Regions from separate parts of the Bombyx mori genome. Here region 2 is linked to region 1. The links are chromatin contacts, called in public Hi-C maps. All regions are on one chromosome and are shown on one strand. The core of a region is the stretch at or near the end of the contact, and the rest is flanking DNA. Distances in the headings are between cores, read along the strand shown.

Evidence for each region. A called contact is a pair of places that touch in the nucleus more often than the background predicts.
Region 2: a Hi-C map of middle silk gland shows a contact between it and region 1, with 1.5 times the contacts expected there. The contact joins the enhancer-like site here to the promoter of LOC101742199 in region 1. A contact is called at or near these places in 3 of 7 Hi-C or Micro-C datasets (middle silk gland and whole pupa).

What each region holds. Positions count from the first base shown.
Region 1 is chr22:2,828,003-2,831,632 of ASM3026992v2, reverse strand. LOC101742199 (uracil phosphoribosyltransferase homolog) reads left to right here and starts at 1,365. Exons shown (of 4, transcript XM_004924741.4): 1 at 1,365-1,587; 2 at 1,887-2,079; 3 at 2,358-2,525. The coding sequence starts at 1,460. It overlaps LOC101741480 (elongation of very long chain fatty acids protein 6), which reads left to right. Exons shown (of 4, transcript XM_004924735.5): 4 at 1-198.
Region 2 is chr22:2,862,055-2,865,750 of ASM3026992v2, reverse strand. The region is part of intron 2 of LOC101741480 (elongation of very long chain fatty acids protein 6); the gene reads left to right. Among protein-coding and RNA genes, the nearest start is that of LOC134200942, 9.9 kb to the left of the region's middle. Within about 2 kb of position 2,195, at least 5 of the 8 cell types and tissues checked have open chromatin away from gene starts, as enhancers often do.

The DNA.
Region 1 (3,630 bases), core at 116-2,615:
AGGTTTGGAGGTTCACAATTCAAGAGTTTAATTAGAACAGTGAGAATGATCAAATATATTTTTTATGAGATATGTGATTTCAATGCATGATTTTAGGGGAACACCTGTGCATTCTACTAGTAAATGACGTTAAAATTTGTGAATTATTTTAGCAACAATTGATTTTGTTTTCTGGGCAAATAAAGCGTTAATGTGTCATTTTTTCTTGTTTTATTTATAAACACTAACTATACTGTATTATTATACTATTTCTTAATACTCTACTCATTATTATTTTAAGGTTGAATTTGAATGAAACCTTTCGAGATGAAGAAATATATGCATTAAATTTGATTCTATGAAATTCCACTAGCTACCATGATTGATGATAGTCCATGTGGGACTTTGGTTATTTAAATACCTACCACCATTTGTAACTGTGTTGGAGATAACATTTAATTTAATTTAACTACACAAATTCTTTGCTTTTTAATGATTGGTTGACATTTAAAAAAAGGGAAGGATTTAAAAATACCTACGTCCATTTAGTAACATCTGCATTATGTATGTACCGGGAGTAAATAGCAATTAAGATATACGTTAATAAAGTGCCATATAGCGCACGTAGTGTTACGAAAAAAAAAAATGACCCGCCGGACTCAATTTAGGTTGAGAGCTTATTGAAAATAAATTACTGCTCTTCGCTTCGACCTTATCTACCAGAAAAAATAAATTGCTTTGATATATGGACGAGCTTACCGCCCACCTGGTGTTAAGTAGTTCATCGGACACATAGACATCTACAACGTTAATGCCGCCGCCACTCACCTTGAGATATAAGTTCGAAGTATAGTTACAACGGCTGCTCTACCGTTCGAACTGAAACGCATTACTGCTTTACGGCTGAAATCGGCAATCCTGCCTGGCGGTACCTACTACTACGGTAAAACAAGTTCTATCACCAGTAATTATGCAAATTATAATTTTGAGAATTTGATTTTTATTACACGATGTTGTTCCTTCACCGTGGAAGTCAATCGTGAACATATTTGTTAAGTACGTATTTCATTAGAAATAATTGGTACCTACCAGTGGGATTCGAACACGTGTTATCCTTTAAGCCACGACGACTTCATATTTATTACATAAAATTGCTATTAGGTACGGCCTAATCTTGTTTTGCTGTTTTTTTTAATCGTTTGACACTTGAGTAAAATGTGTTGGGTACAAGCAATTCCTACTTTAACTATTCACCATTACTGCAAATACCCGTAACATATGCCACATTCAGTGTATATCTGTCTATAAATCTATTATATTTGAATTTTGTCTCTGTTGGGCTTAAAACGCAATGCCTTTGCTACTGTCGTACTGAGAGACACTTGACAGTATAGTAATTGACATTGACAGCTAGTCATACATTTCATTTTTATGATTTAGTCGTGGTTTAAAATAAAACAACAAATTGTTTTGGATTAAAATGGAAATAATTGATCAAGACATCAGGCAGTGGGACGCAGATGATGTTAAAGAACAGTTCGGGGACAGTCTGACTCTTTTGCCATCTAATGATAACATAAAAGAATTACAAACCATACTACGGGACAAGTGAGTGAGGTTAAGTTTCGTGTCATTCAACTGGCCATCATATGGTTTGGTATGGTTTATAAAATCGTGAATAAAAAAAAAAAATTATATCAGAATTTAAATAAAGAAATGCCATCTGCTGTATTTTGAGGTTGCAGTTTTTTTTTTTTTTTTGAATGAGCAGCAAAAATAAGAACCCTTTCTACCATTAAACACATAAGATACATGATATTACGCACACAATGTATCAATCAACCTGAAAAATCTATAAACAGTCTTGCTATTGCTTAAAATAATTTCTCCATTTTGTTTAATTTCAGGAACACAAGTCGTAGTGATTTCAAGTTCTATGCGGATCGTCTCATTCGTCTGGTAATAGAAGAGAGTTTGAACAAATTACCTTATACTGAGTGTGAGGTTGTTACTCCTACTGGAGCAATATATAAAGGACTTAAATATGGAGCTGGGAACTGTGGTGTGTCTATTGTGCGTTCAGGAGAAGCAATGGAACAGGTGAATTAATATTGCAGTTCATCTTCTCCATTATGGTGGAACAACCTAAGTTTGCCGAGAGTTACCTATTAGTTTTGGATCCTTTGGAAATTTTCGTCAAAGTCTCAAATATTTGATGGGTGGCTGTATCACCCTACTGTTATTATGTCTTAAGTAATTGAATACTGCAACGGAACTTTAGCTTGAGGATTTGAGTTAAATTTTTCATAGTTCTGGAATATTACGAATTCTATCATTTTATGCTGTAATAATTTGCAACATCATTAATTATGTTTCAGGGCCTTAGAGACTGTTGTAGATCTATTCGGATTGGTAAAATCTTAGTAGAAAGTGATACTGACACACATGAAGCTCATGTTGTATATGCGAAGTTTCCAGAAGACATTGCAAGACGACAGGTGTTGCTCATGTACCCAATAATGTCTACAGGAAATACAGTTAAACAGGTTATTAAATTTATTTAGTGACTTTAGTATTGTAAGCTTTACTTAGCTTGAGCTTTTGGGTGTGGGAATACTCATGTCTCTCATACTCACGGACTAACCAGCAGAAGAGGCAAGCCACAGGGGCGTAAAACCTGGAACCTGGTGGAGGGCAGTGGTAGCCATCAGTACCAAAGTGAAACGAAAGAGCCATATATTCTGAACCGATTCACTCTTGGATTACTATAGTCACTGAGGCCATAGTACCGCGATGTAGAAAGTAATGGGAACCTACTACATTATTAATCTCATGAGAGTTGCAATGATGAGTAAGACAGAGAATATCACATACAGCATCAACGCAACCACAACCATTCTGACAAGAGTGTCTGACTGAGAAGAAAAAAGAAGTATGGTAAACCTGGAGTTTTTGCTATGAAACAGTGATGTATGTCAATTTTAACTGTGAGACAACTGTACAATATAACTGAGGTTAACACCTCATGTTTCAAGATGAATGTGTGTGAGAGTGTATGATGCAACATCTCTGAGTTCCAATAACCACTTAACACCAAGCAGGCTGTGAGGTTGTTAACACATCAACTACGTAATTAGAAAGTTCTTGTTTTTGCATAATTTTCTAGTTTATAGTAGCTTTTGTAGTATAATAGCACTAAGTTTTGTTCTAGATAAGTAAATTAATTTCAGCACAATTGTAAAAGAAAAAGGCATTTTGATTACTATACAAATTTACCCCAGAGGGGCATTTGAAGCACACTTATTGCTAAAGTATCAAATTTCTTTATAGGATTCCTTCTTTGTTTTCTCCTTTCAAATGTAGGAATAGGATGTAAAAAAATCCTGGTTTGCAAATCAAGAGGCACATCCAATTCAGTACAGTTGGAATCTTATTAATGGTTGAATTTACAGTATATTTATACATTACATAATATATGGGTGTGATTGTATTTTTTATAATAATGTAATAAAAGTTATTTTTCTGGTGGTAGTATTGTACACATGAACATACATGGTTGTTTTGCTTGTGTATGCTGCGGAGTGATTATACTTTATGGTCTGCAGCATCTAAGAGCTACTATACAAGATAACTGAAACTTCTTTAACTTCT
Region 2 (3,696 bases), core at 946-3,445, 33 kb before region 1:
GCTTCAGTAGTTATAACTGAACATCCGTAAAAACCGCTGTAGATTTATATATTAGTATAGATTATTACATATTTAAACTTGAAGAACATCTACATTAGCAAAATAAAATAATTCACTCAATTAAGCTCATCGTGTTTCAGCCAAAAGTTCCCGTAACATTGCAATCACGTTGCCTAGAGTTATAAAAAACTGCAATGAATGAAAATTTCACTTTTGTTGTATTTAAAGTTAATATTTCGTAAAATTATAATCTGAAGGATAAATATTGTTTCTATACTGACTTTTTGCTTGATTTTGACTCGGGCTACTTTAAATATTACATAACACGTAAAAGCGATACGCGCAGTTTCTTAATAATCTTTTACGGATTAAAACGAATTTGAGACTTTTTTAACAGTATATGTCTAAATGTCCTTCTAGAACGTGCGAAGGCCCTTAATGGTGCTAAATGCTTATACTTATATAATTTGGCTTTATTATTATTATATATTCTCGTACCTTAAAAACATTACGAGCATTTTCTGTAAACTTTAACAAAAATCGCTGGAGTAAATATATTAAAATACGGAAATTATATCGCGATAAGTCATCGCGGTTATCCGTCGTCATGATAAGATATCGTGGAAATGTCTGAATTTCAGTTTATTTAAGATGTTTATTTTAGTATTAAATAAAATGGATCGTCTGTAACTGTTGAATTATTAATCGTATTCAAATAGAACTTCATTTGTTGTGGTTTAGCTGTTCAATTATTTGAAACTGCTGTATAATTGGCGAGCATTATAATTTATATTATTAATTTATGTATTTATGTTTATGTAACTATACTTGAGACCTTACAACTTATATCTCAAGGTGGGTGGCGCATTTACGTTGTAGATGTCTATGGACTCCAGTAACCACTTAACATCAGGTGGGCTGTGAGCTCGTCCACTCATCTAAGCAATAAAAAAAAAAAAAAAAATTAACGAGTTTTACATGTTACGCGCTGTGTCTTCATCACTGACAATGCCGATCGTCTAACATGTCGATAATAATTGAATCATCAGACTACCACCTATCGTCCATCAGCTTGGAACTCAACAAAAGCATTAAATAAAAATATCTCAGCGGTGCCTACACTGCATGATTTTGTTTTCAATTTATGGCATTGGTTATACATTTTAAAAAAATTGAGTTCAAATTGACACCTTCAATTTGATAAACGAAAATGTCCCGTGCCCTCACGTGGGTCAGTAATGAATACCGCGCGTTAATGTCAGACAATAGGGCTGTCCGAAATTTCTAAAGCAAATATTTTACATTTCATATGTAACGTGTTAAGGATGTGGAACCATCATACCGTGTGATCTGTCGTGTTCGTAATCGCGAGAGTCGAAGACAAAAATAAAATTTAATTAACAGAATAAATAGTCAATTAGCACAAATCTCGACGAATAACATCTTAGTCGGCCGTGATCACGAAAATGATTTGAAACGTTGGAAATAAAAAATGGGAGATAAAATCGATTTGTGAAACTAATATAGTATATTTGAGAGCAAATTTGACTTATACATACATGTGGCTCTTGCGCTTTCGGTATCAACACATTCCCGATCCTGCGGACAGAATGGAAAGCACTCGACGTTGACCAAAACACGTCATTTCGGATCCTCTCGATCCACTAACGGTGCTTTTAGGTACCTCAAGCACCGGTCATCGTTCTTGTCGAACCCGTCGCTTGCAACAAAGAACTCGACGAGTAAATAATTAATCCACAGATTTTGACGAAGCATGTTGCTGATAACTTTATTTCTGTAATCTGACGAAGCATGTTGCGGATAATAACATGTACTTTTAGGTTAGGAATATTGTGTTCTTTTTTTTTATAATAAATAAATTTAAATCCACAGACAGACTGATTTTCTCGCCGAATCTTCTCAGTGGGTCGCGTTTCCGATCCGGTGGTAGATTCTGCGAAGCACGGCTCTTGCTAGAGTTCGTGTTAGCCACGTTGTCAGGTTTGAGCCTCATGAGCTCACCTACTAGTTAAGGTTACGCTGAAATAGCCTCTCAAGGCTATCAGCATAGGTAGGAAAACAAAAAAATCAATATAACAGCCGTTATTGATAACCATTTAATAACTTGTGGGACGTGAACTCGTTCAACCGTCGATTCAAATACAAATGAATATGAAATCTCGCAGTAAAATAGGATTGTGATGACCCTATCCGAATCATTATTCAGAGCATGTCAAGCGCTCGTGCCCTGCTAGTGTAGTAAGTAACGCGCCGTGGTGCCGAGGCGAAAGTTCACGTGCTTACGTTTCAAAATGTCATGTAACAAACAATATAAAGGTGATAAGATTTAAATCTTCACCGACTTAAAAAAAAGAGGAGGTTATCAATTTTTATTTTTGGTGTGTATTACTGCAGAGCTGTCTATTTGAAAGCCGGTGCTTCTCATGTGTGGCCCAATTTGAAATTTTATTAAAATCTGACCGATAGCTTTTGGGAGTTATTCTTAATAATGCATATTTAATTGACTTAAACTACATTAATGATAGTATTCTCGTTTTGTTGTATTGAATTTTGTTTTCTTTTTGTTACCTACATCTTTTGTCTTATGACGTACACAGATAGGTCTTATGATTTTCACGTGCGTATTTAAAATTTCAATAGAGTTGATATAGTTCAATAGTTGGTACGCTCACTGATATTAAGTACAGTAGATAGTAAGTACTCTGGGCATCGATATCCATTTAAAACCTATGCTATTGTGAGGATAAGACAGGTTGAAACATGAGGTCCCACCATGAACCATGAGGTACAGTGGGTCTCTCGTCCTTTGAATCGGAGCATATAACTTCTTCGCTGCAGGAATAAAATATTATATCTACCCATCCATTATGCGGGATCATTACGACCATTACTATACGCGATACGGTTTTTTTTTTATTTTTTTTTTTTTATTTTTTTTATTGACATTATGGGTGGACGAGCTCAGCTCAGCTGATGTTAAGTGGTTACTGGAGCCTATAGACATGTACAATGTAAATGCGCCACTCACCTTGAGATATAAGTTCTAAGGTCTCAGTATAGTTACAACGGCTGCCCCACCCTTCAAACCGAAATGCATTATTGCTTCACGGCAGAAATAGGCGGTGTGGAGGTACCTTTTTTTTTTTTTTTTTTTTTTCGGGTAGAGGGCCGAACCTCCTACGAGGTCCCCGCGCAAAAGGGGCGCGCGGGGTATGTGAGACTCTACGATCTGCATGGTGTTATGAGCAGACCGCGGGACCAAGGATTTTAGGGCCCACCCACTAAACGACTCCCCTGCACTCTTACACCCGACGTCCGATCCCCTCCGAGGTCAGAACCCGGATGAGGTAGGGGGGTTACCGCGGTCAACACTACAACCAGACGGCGCGGCTCACCCCAAGGACGCCCAGCCGACGGAGCCTTCGAGGCGAATCGAAGGCTCTGAAACGTCGGCCGTCTCGGTACGGCAGCCCGTCGGGCCGCCCAGACGGTGCCGCTGGTGTCCCGGAATACCCCGCTGGACCAGAACCAGCCTGCCGGGTCGGGACGCGATACACCGTCGACCGGTCGCTCTATTTACTCCATGGCAGCGCGCTAGAGTGCTGGTAGCGCGCCGCGCGGCCTCACCCCCTCAGGTCGCCCCTTGACCTTCACCGGGGGGAGTTCGCCTCTTAC